3 separate regions of the Mus musculus genome follow, and all the other regions are linked to region 1. The links are chromatin contacts, called in public HiChIP or PLAC-seq maps. All regions are on one chromosome and are shown on one strand. Each heading gives the region's core, a stretch centred on a gene start, on an enhancer-like site or on the middle of the called end of the contact. The rest is flanking DNA. Distances are from core to core; before and after follow the strand shown. Region 1 overlaps Runx1 (runt related transcription factor 1). Region 2 has its middle 81 kb from the start of Gm30474. Region 3 has its middle 75 kb from the start of Gm41499.

Region 1 (3,569 bases), core at 705-3,204:
CTCGGGACCTCCTGCTTGTGCTGCCAGGATTCTGCCAACTGAGCCACCTCCCCAGTCCTGGTAAGAGCTTTGAGTACAAGGACATCTGCTTATGATCTATAGACCATGGTGACTTTTTTGTCACCCTGGTTCTAACCTGACCTCCATTCTTGTTTGTATTTTTCCAGCTGGGTTTAGGCCCGTCCCTGACAACGGCTTCCAGGTAGCCAGAGGCACATCTCGGTGCTCAGAATTACAGAAGCTGCAAGCTCTGCTCTCCACCCACCCAGGCCCGTGGTTGCTCAGACACAGCCCTGCTTGGCCAGCACCTGCAGACGTGGGAGCTAGGGCCTCCAGCGCACATGTGTTGTTAGCCAAATTCCCTTATTAAAATGACCTATGGGCTTGGTATTTTAAGTACATGGGCGTGGAGAGTGAAACACTCTCAAGTGTTTTTCTCCGCCGTAACTTGCAGCCGCCAGGAGAGGAGAGACTCACAAGGGACCGACCTAGAGGAGTACCGGTCAGCAAAATAACACTCGCTTTCCTGGGATCTTCAGGGTCTAAGGCAGGGCAGAGAGACTGGGCTGTCCAAGACTTCATGTTTTAGTCTGTTGCCTGATGGGAGACCCCGCTTTCCCAGAAACCCTGGCTGGCCAGGACATAGATCACTTTGGTGCTGATCAGGGGCATTGGCTGGAGGCAGAGGCTTTTGGTGGTAGAGGGGCAAGCGGTAAGCCACTGATGCTCTGAATCATCCAGCCAGTGAGAGGGCCGACAGAGAGGGGGAAGCCTCGAAATCTTTATTCTGCTCCTGGTACTGAAGGAACCCGCCGCATCAGCTTCAGTGGATGGCTGTGATCCCAGAGGACTGATATTTGACAGGAGTGACAAGAGGGCTGAAGGCAAGAGGAAGGAGCATCAAAAAAGAAAGACCAGGGGAAGAAGGGGGAAGTCTGGACTCAGCCAAGCATCCAGAGACAAAGCTTGCTCAGAACATTCCAGAGCTGGAAGTACATAGGGAGAGGGCTAAGTGTGAGAGCTCAGCAACCCAGTATACCCGTGTTCGAATCCCACTCGTTGCCTGTACAGTCATACTCAAGGGCAACTTTGTTACTGTCTCACAGCCCTAGCTTTCTCTTCTGCAAAATACAAAGTGGTAACAGCTTTTGTGAGCTGCCCAAGGACACCTGATGGGGGAGGAATTGGGGAAGAGGAGGAACGCTCAACAGGTGTCAGAATTGCTGCTCAGACTGATTTCTACTTGAACTTGGCGGTTCATGGCTGCATCACCAGCTGGCCACCCTTTAAGGCATGACAGCGAGGGGCTGATCCACTATATAAACAAGCCAAGACAGCAACATGTGGCGTCCTCCTCGACGCCAGTCTGCCCATCCAAAGGGCAGAACAAAATACGAACTGCTTTATTTAGTTGGAAAGAAGGTCACGGGGTGAGCCTTCCTGGACACTTGCTGGGGCTGTGGGGCATGCTTTGCAAGGCCAGGCAGTCCCAGGGCCTCAGGGGAGGACTCAGTGGTGGACACTGACAGCCCTGGGGTCTAATACAGAATCAGCAGGACCCTGCCTCTCTGTCTAGCCTGAGACACACTGCTTCCCTTTGCATGTAGCAAATGACTAAACTGCAGGATCAAGATACTATAACACTGTATATGGCTTCCCCTAGGAGGGCTGAGGGCAGGAAGCAAAAAGTAAGCAAGAAGATAGGTGGCTGAAGATCACTGCTTGCCCAGGCTCTAAACATCACTACATTCCAGCTTGACCCCTGCCCCGCCCTCCAAGCCCGTTGGCCTCCAGTCTCTTGCTGGGAGCCCGCTGCCCTTCTTGGCCTGTGGGTGGGCTGCTCTATCCCCACCCCCCACCCCCCGTTCTCAGTGGCTCCGTAACTCTCATTCTCCTTGGTGTAGGTTGGGACACATGAGTCATCTTCTCCTTTTGGGGACTGTTTCTGGGGATGTGAAACTTGCCCTTTGTCACGAAAAGGAAGATTACACATGCAAAGGATCTTCTGCCCGGGGGATGTGGGGTAGCCATTTTCCTTAAGCAGTACCGGTAACATCCCTCTCTTTGTGTCTCTCTGAGGGAACCTTCTGCACAGTTGCTACTTTAGGCACCCCAAAGCAAGTGGAAGGAAACTTTCTTTTTAAAATGTTGCCTTTGAAAAATCAAAACAGCCAGGAAGGGCTGGGAGGGAGGTCTGCTCTTCACAAACTCAGGAAATCCCCGAAGATTCTCCAAGGTTACAGGGGACCGTAGATTATGCCATGTCCAATTCTGGGTACAAGTAACTCTGAGCATGGAAATGCACGCACCCAGGCCAGCGACAGGGCTCAGTGAGTGGAGGCCTGCGGCCAAGCCCAGCCACCTGAGTTCAGTCCCTGGCACCTATACTGAAAAAGGGGAGACTGGTTCCCACAAATTGTCCTCTGAGATCCACACATGTGTACACATGTGCAAGCCTAACCACACACACACACACACACACACACACACACACACACGGTTGGGGACTTTTTTTTTTTCCAAGGAAATGAATGCTCTCCCCCAGATTCCAGGGATAACTTCTGTGTTTGCAGGATATTCCCAGCATGCACTTAGCATTTCCCCCCTTATTTTCCCACCGGTGCTTCCTAACAGCCGGCACTTACACGTGTGTCCGTTCCATTTCCCTTCCTCTTGCTATTTCCACCATGATCTGTTGACGGTAGAGTTGCATAATTTACTTAGGGACTTATAGGCAGGACACAACCCATTGGACTTGCACAGCTTCTGTAGGCTGACTGATATTCGTGCGAAGAGCCCCTGTGTCCAGCTGGCCTGACCCTGTCCTGTCTGTGTCCATGTAGGCAGAATGCAGACCAGAGTCTCTGCTCTTGGCCAACGTCCAAGCCTCAAGAGCCTAACTGAAAACTTGAAGCACAGAACTCAGTTCTCCATAGAAACAACCTTTGCCTGGTTGTGCGGAGTGACCAGCAGTTTGAGAGTGAGCCATCCACTTGGAGAATGGGAAAGCCATGTGTGACATTCTCTGGAGTTCTCTGGAAGTGACTCAGTAGAGCTCAGGGGCTGGGCTTGGACCCTATTTGTGTCTTTTGTTCTAATGTTATTTAAATTAAATAGAGCAGGGCGCTTATACCCCACTTTAATCCCAGCACTAGGGAGGCAGAGGCAAGCAGATCTCTGTGAGTTTGAGGTCAGCCTGGTCTACAGAGTGAGTTCCAGGGCAGCCAATGTTACACAGAGAAAGCTCCAAAAACCAAACCCAAACAAAATAAAAAAACAAAAAACCAAAAAAAAAAACCCAACAACAACAACAAAAACAAAACAAAAAAAGGAGGGCTGATGGGCTGGGAGATGCTCAGTAGATAAGGTGCTTGCTGCACTAGCATGAAGACCTGTGTTTGGACGCCCAGCACTTGTGTCAAATGCCAGTGGGCAGTAGGCACCTATACCCTATTCCTGGGGGTTGATACAAATGGATTTGGGGGAGGGGGGCTGCCAACTGAAATGGTGAACTCCAGGTTCAGTCAGAGACCTTTCCTCAAAAAAAAAAAAAATCCCAAGTGATGAAA
Region 2 (3,569 bases), core at 694-3,193, 380 kb after region 1:
GGGAATTGAACTCAGGACTCCTGGAAGAGCAGTCAATGCTCTTAACCGCTGAACCATCTCTCTCCAGTCCCTGGAATGGCATTTTTAAATGGCAGTTTTTATAATGGTCGTTAGTGAATATAAAGACAGTTCATCATCATCCTTTAAAAATCACAAATGTATAATGTCTCAGTAGGTGAGGTGCTCATGCAGCAAGCATGGAGATGTGAATGAGTGTGGGACACCACCCCCCCAGCAGCCATGTGAAGAAGCCAGGTACAGTTCTATGCCCGTGCCTGAAACCCTGGTTCTCAGGGCAGAGACATGTAAATCCCAGGGCTTTGCTGACCATCATCCTAACCAAACTCTCCATCTTCAGGTCACTGAAAGATATTTTAAATAACAGAAAAGTGATTGAGGAAGATAGCCCTACTCTGGCCTGCACATGTGCCTTCACAGGTGAACACACCTGCATACCCAGCTGCAAGCTGACTCTCCCCCTACCACACACATATTCTCTCTCTCTCTCTCTCTCTCTCTCTCTCTCACACACACACACACACACACACACACACACACACACACACACACAGAGACAGAGACACAGACAGAGAGACAGACAGGCAGAGAGAGACAGACAGACAGAGAGACAGAGAGAGTCAAACAAAAGCTTATCCTAACATGGATCTCAACACCGCCTTTCCCCTCTGAGTGATGCTGTACATGAAAGGCCAGTCACAAAGGTACACGTTGCCACATCCTTGGGCTGCAATGTCTTCTAGGAAAGTCCATGCAAGCCAAGAAGAGCTGCACTCCTGAATTGCCAAGGTAAGCACAAGTGTAGAGAGGCCCCAACACTGACAGTGTGCTGGCAAGAAAGTATGGGGAACTGGCTTGCCAATCAGGATATCTATCTATCCATCTATCTATCACTATCCATTCATCCACTCACCCATCCATCCACCCATCTGCCCATCCACTTACCTACTTACCCAACCACTCAACCCACCCACCCGCCTGTCTGTCTGTCTGTCTGACTGTCTATAGCATTGAGCTTTCATGAGATAGGGTCTTACCATTAGCCCTGCTAACCTTGAACTGCAAATTCTGACCGACATGTAAAAATACATATCTCTGATATCTTCAAACTCTCTCAGGTCAGCTAATGGATCGGAATAGGAGCAGGGACATTGGAGAGGACTTTTACCCAGTTGCCAAACATTTTATTATTGTGATAATGCAAGTAATTTTAGAGAAGGTAGTCAAACTGTAACACATTTGAATGAGTGCTTTTGTTCTTAATCTTTAATTAAACACATTTGCTCAATTCTCTGCCACGAATAAATCATAGGATTCACACTATATGCTATTTTCCATGAGGCAAAATTGCCAGCTATTTATACAGGTAAGTAAAAATCAGTTATCTTCATTTTTACACATGGTAAATGATTGTAATAAAAAATTAATGTTTTTTTTTTTAGATCAAGAAGTTAGTTACACAATAACCCTGAGAGCGTATTCTTCTGCCCCTCTCTACTCTGGAGTCATGTTCCACTGTCAGGCTCCCACTGGTAGCAGACAGTGGGTTCTGAGAATACTTCTGTCTTCAATTTTCTTTTTTTGAGCTGGTAACATTTGTTTTCCCAGTTTCCTTGGCTGAACACTGTGCAGAATTGAGACATAACAAAATAACTGCAAGAAAGTATTTCCTGTAACTATGCCTGCAATGTCATTATATTCAAATAACCCACAAATTATAAACAAGGGTGGCTTTTCTCCTTCAGTGAAAAGACAAACAAGAGATTCACAATGTCACAGGCTCCAGATTGACACTGGAGGATAACAGAAGTGGAGACTCTTCTCTGCGAATGGAGCCCAAGCCCCACCACAGAGTAGCTAATGCTCAGAGAAATGGCCGCTGCACAGGATGTGTGGTATAAATAACCCATTGGCCAAGATGAACTTCCTTTTAGATCAGTCTCCTGATACTGGCACTGAGATAGGTCCCAGGGGGGGACTTAGTTAGGATACACTGACATCCCTGTCGTCTGTCTTCAGGACTTTGATGCCCTGTTGCGGGCTGACGGCTCGATGCTCACAGTTGGCTTCTCATGAGTGTGATGGATGCTGACTTCCACCTCCCACTCTTGCCCAGCCCACTGAACAGACACTCAGTAAATGGTTGTGGCAGGAATGAATGAATGGCCTCAGCAGAGCATCCAAAAGCATTGTCTAGCTGCCAAATGGATTTCTACTCGGAAGGCATGTAGATTCTATAGGAAGCCTGGCCTTCCTAGTTGGTCAGTTCCCTCCACAACTCCTCCTGAACCTGTCTCCTGAAGAAACTCATTCATCTGGCCAGGTACATGGTTGAAATCTTGTTATATACCACCCATAATTTCCTCGAAACAGTCTATTCCCCAAACCTAATTTCTTTCTGTGTTTCCTGCTTCATGCTACCAAATTCTATTCTACTTTGACTAGTTATCTTACACACATAAACATGGGTATGACATCTAAAATGTACACCCACCCACATGCATGTCTGTGTGTGTATGTGTGTGCAGAGGTATGCACACATGTACTGCAAGGTTCTGCATGTTTGTGCAGCTGTTTGCAGGAACATTGGTCTAGTGAAAGCATTAAAATAAGGGTCTACTAACCTACGAAGTTGGGACTAGAGAAGAGTTTAGGAGCCCTGGTTTCGACATAATAAAACATATCATATCCAACACATGTCAGCACTCAGATCAGTGACATACATGGTCTTGTGTATGGTCAAAAAGGGTCATTTCAGCAGGCATGTTTCTTAAATAAATATGCAATAAAACCTGAGCTGAGGTCAACCTATTGGCCAACCAAGGCACTGAGGAATGGTAGGCCTGGGGTGGGGAGGGCAGACAACCTCATTTCATTATGCCTGTTAACATCCGGAGGCTCCTGCTAGCTTTCCTGGGTCATGGTCATCCACTCCTCCACAGAGCAAAGTTTTGGCTTGGAGAGAAGGAGGAGAAACTGAGAGCTTTGCTGTCAGGTTTCTGAGGCAAGTTCCTCTTTATGCTCCTTGACAAAACCATGGGCGTGTCCCCAGGTTCAAAGAGAGGTGCAATGTGTTGAAGGTGTGCTGCTCCTTAATGTGCAAAAGCTTTGTACCTTTTTTTGGTTTTTGTTTTTTTCAGAAAATGTATGGACTGCATCAAGAAATGCTTTTAAATCATATATCTTGTGCCTTCACTACTAAACATTAAAGACTATGATATGATAATATTAAAATTAAGCATTAAAAGTGTACTATATCATTCTTAGAGATAATAAAAATATGCTAGACAGTACTATCCTCTGAAGGAAACCACCTCCTCTTCAGGAGTTAAAATGGGCGTGTTCAAAGTCATTACAGCTGTGTTTGTTATTGACATTCTCTCAGAGAAGGTGTTGTGGAGAGTCTTGGGACTCTCACTTTGAATATCCAACTGCCCCTCATAACACGTTGTATGCAATTCAGCCCTAATTGCATACAGTCTCTGAATCTCAGGGAGGGGATAGATTATAGAAACAGGGACTACGGGGGTGGGGGGGGGTCCATCTACACA
Region 3 (3,569 bases), core at 762-3,261, 360 kb after region 1:
CAAGATGCATTTGATTAAATTCTTGAAATGAGGTGTATAAGAGATTAGAAAAACGTGCCTGTGTTTCTATGTGTGTATGCATGAGCATGCATGTGTGCCTGTGTTTCTATGTGTGTATGCATGAGCATGCATGTGTGCCTGTGCGTGTGCATAAGCATGCATGTGTGCCTGTGTGTGTGCCTAAGCATGCATGTGTGCCTGTGTGTGTTCATAAGCATGCATGTGTATCTGTGTGTGCACAAGCGTACATGTAACCATTGAGTTTCCTGATAGTCCTGATGTGTTGTTTTATTTCTAAGTGATAACATAATTATCCTGGAGGAATGCAAGTGACAAAACTTTCAATACGCCATAGCTTATTAAGGGAACTTAAGATGGGCAGGAGGGTTGGTTCAGCAGTGCACAACACTTGTTGATCTTGCAGAGGATGAAGGTTTGATATCCAGCAACTATGTGGCAGCTCATGACCAACTATTCTTGGGCATACACAATTCTCTTCTGGCTTCTGTGGGCACTGCACACACATAGCTTATATACACACATGCAGACAAAAAACCCTCCTACACATAAAATGAAAATTCTTATAAAAAGTGCACTGATTGCAAACATTTAGAAGTAAAATTAGAGCATGTTTCTTTTGGAATTGGAGCTCAGTTTCAAACTAAACCTAAGCCAGGCACTTGTCATACGTTGGATTGCTTCTTCCTAAAACAGTTATGCTGAAAGCTTCCAGCCCCACCTGTTAAATGTTTCTGTATTTGGAAAGAGGGTTTTCATAAATATAAGCAAATTGTCTTCAAAATGGACCCTTAGGAGCTGGGGAGATGATTCAGTGAGTAAGATGTGCACTACAGACTTGAGTTCAGAACCTCAACATCCCTAGAAAAAGGAGGCCAAGGCCACAACTACCTGCAATCCTAGCAGAGATAGGAGGATTCCTGTGGCCAGAAATTCTTTCCAAAATGCTGAGTTCCTGACCCAGCAAAAGGCCCTGCCTTAAAATATAGGATGTAGAGTAAGAGAGAGAAGCACCAGATAGCAACATCTGGCCTTCACAAGCATGCACACATACATGTATACACACATACACACATACATACACTCACACACACAAATGCACACACATGCATACACGCACAGGTGGGGCTGGAAGCTTTCAGCATAACTGTTTTAGGAAGAAGCGATCCAACGTATGACAAGTGCCTGGCTTAGGTTTAGTTTGAAACTGAGCTCCAATTCCAAAAGAAACATGCTCTAATTTTACTTCTAAACGTTTGCAACACACACACATGCATACACGTACACACACGCACAAATGCACGCACATGCACAAATGCATGCACACACAAAATACACATGCACAAACATATGCACGCATATCCATACATACAACTGCACACACATATGCACACCTGTTATGTGTGCATATGACATACACATGCACACATACACGTGTACACACACATGCACACACATGCACAAATGCATGCACACACAAATACACATGCACACACATATGCACACACACAACTGCATAATACAACTCTACACATATGGACACACTCATGCACACATACACATGTACAGACATGCACACACATATACACAATACATACACATATACATGCACACACATGCACACATATACACACATGCACACACATATACATACATGTACACACACACACACACAAAAGATGGTCCCTAATCTAAATATGTGCACAGACACACAGGTAGAAGGCCACAGTACAACCCAGAGACTGGGCAATGCAGCCACTTGAGGAGGGGTGCCAAGAATTTTCAATTACCGCAACCCCAGAAGATATCAGGAGTGGTCCAATCCATGTGGCCTGGCTCATGCCAGAATGTCAGAATTTTGGGAGAACTCTCTAACCCTCCCATGAGACGTCCATGGAATTTTAATATGGCGGCCCCATGTAGCTGATTCCAGGCTTCAGGCTGTGGAGGAAGGGTGTTGATGGAGAACTGATCACACACTTGGGGAAAGAGGAAGAGAAGTAAGTAGCTGTGACACAGGAGGGGTGATGTGTTCTGGAAAAAGAGGAAGTCTTGACGCATCTACTTTTCTTGTTTTCGTTTTCTTGGAATTCAAAATACTTAGAAAAGGGCTCCTGCAAAGTGCGTGTTGCAGGCAAGAAAATTGATCCATAAATCTGTCTGGAGGTCTAAAGTTTCATCAAAGTAGGTTAGACACTTTGTAAAACAGAACCAACCACTACAAAAATCACCAAGAGGAATGTAAGTCCATGCCACCAGCGTTGGGCTTTTAAAAGAAGGAACACATTTTAGGGAGTTTCCTCTTGGAACATTTCTCTCTGATTCTAACCTGTGGGCAGGATTGTCCTCCATTCTGCTGTCTCCATGGAAACAACACTTAGAGATCTTTATGTCAGCAGTGAATGAGACCAGGAGAGCATTAGGTAATAGTGCCTGGATGGCCACAGCAAGAAATGTGCATTATTTGCATAATCTACATAAAATGCTGTAGAGGGTGCTGGGCAGGTTTTCCAGTGAAGTCCTTCTCTTGTCCCTGAGAAGAAATGGAGGGGCCTCTTCACTGGCTGATGGACAGGACAGTCATGGCACAGGGAAGGGCAGGTGGCTCTGCTGCACTATGTCCCCAGGTAATGGCTGTGCACTGAGTCTGAGCATACTCACAAGTTCAATGCCAGACCTGGCCTCTGCTTCTGTTTTAGCCTAGGGCCTGCTTTTCCTTTTGATCCAGCATCCCATTGACTGAAATGAATAGTGCCTGCCCTCTACCAGAACATGGCCACTTCTCAGAGCATTAGCATATGCCAACAAAGGCAATCTATTTTCGAGTTAGTCTTTTTTATTCTTAGGAGGAGAAACCCATACTGCTTTTAGAGAGATGGACAGGTGGAGCTACTCCCAGAGAGATAAGGAGATCTTACAAGGATGCTTTCAGAGCAAGAGGAACTGGGGAGGTATGTCTCGGTTCCCTGTTAGGTGACAAGGGCCATGCCTTCGCAGGAGACTGACCACACTGACTCTCCTCAGTTCATGGCTTCCTTCCCTCTATCCCATCTTCCACATGCCCCTGGGTAAGGATGCCTTTCTCAAGGGTGAACAAACACCTTGATGGTTTCTGGTTCCCCATGGAACTACACTAACCCTATAGTACCTCTGCCAGGCAGAGCACACATTCTCAGATTTTAAATGGCCACAGCAAGCACAGTGCCAACCTCCATCTTCTCTTCATCTTCTACCCGTCAGAAACATGTCCCTTTGGTCACCCATGCTCAGATCACCACCAGCAAGGGCTGCAACTGCCCTGTCAGGTCTGTATTCCAAATCTGTAACGTCCATACCCTGGCAAAGGTCCTTGCCACTCCAAGGTCACCAGTGTCTATGTTTCTGCCAGAATGAGGCTAGCCTCAGTGGTACATGAACCCACTCCACCCTCCAGCTTAAAACCTCTCCACTGTTTCCCCAGGGGGATTAGCACTCCTGAGATCCCAGATAACTCCATCAGGCCACTGCTTGTTCCTTAACATGAAGCTGTATTTCATGCCTTGATCATGAAA

What was found. HiChIP or PLAC-seq counts read pairs in DNA pulled down with a chosen protein or histone mark.
Region 2: an H3K27ac HiChIP or PLAC-seq map of microglia shows a contact between it and region 1, with 4 times the contacts expected there. The contact joins two enhancer-like sites. A contact is called at or near these places in 4 of 115 datasets of contacts at active chromatin or transcription factors (embryonic stem cells, microglia and pancreatic cancer cells).
Region 3: an H3K27ac HiChIP or PLAC-seq map of microglia shows a contact between it and region 1, with 6 times the contacts expected there. The contact joins two enhancer-like sites. A contact is called at or near these places in 1 of 484 Hi-C or Micro-C datasets (bone marrow-derived macrophages) and 6 of 115 datasets of contacts at active chromatin or transcription factors (bone marrow-derived dendritic cells, bone marrow-derived macrophages, embryonic stem cells and 2 more).

Annotation. Positions count from the first base shown.
Region 1 is chr16:92,673,932-92,677,500 of GRCm38.p6, forward strand. All of the region lies in intron 4 of Runx1 (runt related transcription factor 1), which reads right to left. Among named protein-coding and RNA genes, the nearest start is that of Gm30224, 80 kb to the left of the region's middle. Within about 2 kb of position 1,955, at least 56 of the 459 cell types and tissues checked have an H3K27ac peak or open chromatin away from gene starts, as enhancers often do. A contact at or near this core is called in bone marrow-derived dendritic cells, bone marrow-derived macrophages and microglia, where this site is marked.
Region 2 is chr16:93,049,533-93,053,101 of GRCm38.p6, forward strand. No RefSeq gene overlaps it. Among named protein-coding and RNA genes, the nearest start is that of Gm30474, 81 kb to the right of the region's middle. Within about 2 kb of position 1,944, at least 16 of the 459 cell types and tissues checked have an H3K27ac peak or open chromatin away from gene starts, as enhancers often do. A contact at or near this core is called in microglia, where this site is marked.
Region 3 is chr16:93,029,785-93,033,353 of GRCm38.p6, forward strand. No RefSeq gene overlaps it. Among named protein-coding and RNA genes, the nearest start is that of Gm41499, 75 kb to the left of the region's middle. Within about 2 kb of position 2,012, at least 65 of the 459 cell types and tissues checked have an H3K27ac peak or open chromatin away from gene starts, as enhancers often do. A contact at or near this core is called in bone marrow-derived dendritic cells, bone marrow-derived macrophages and microglia, where this site is marked.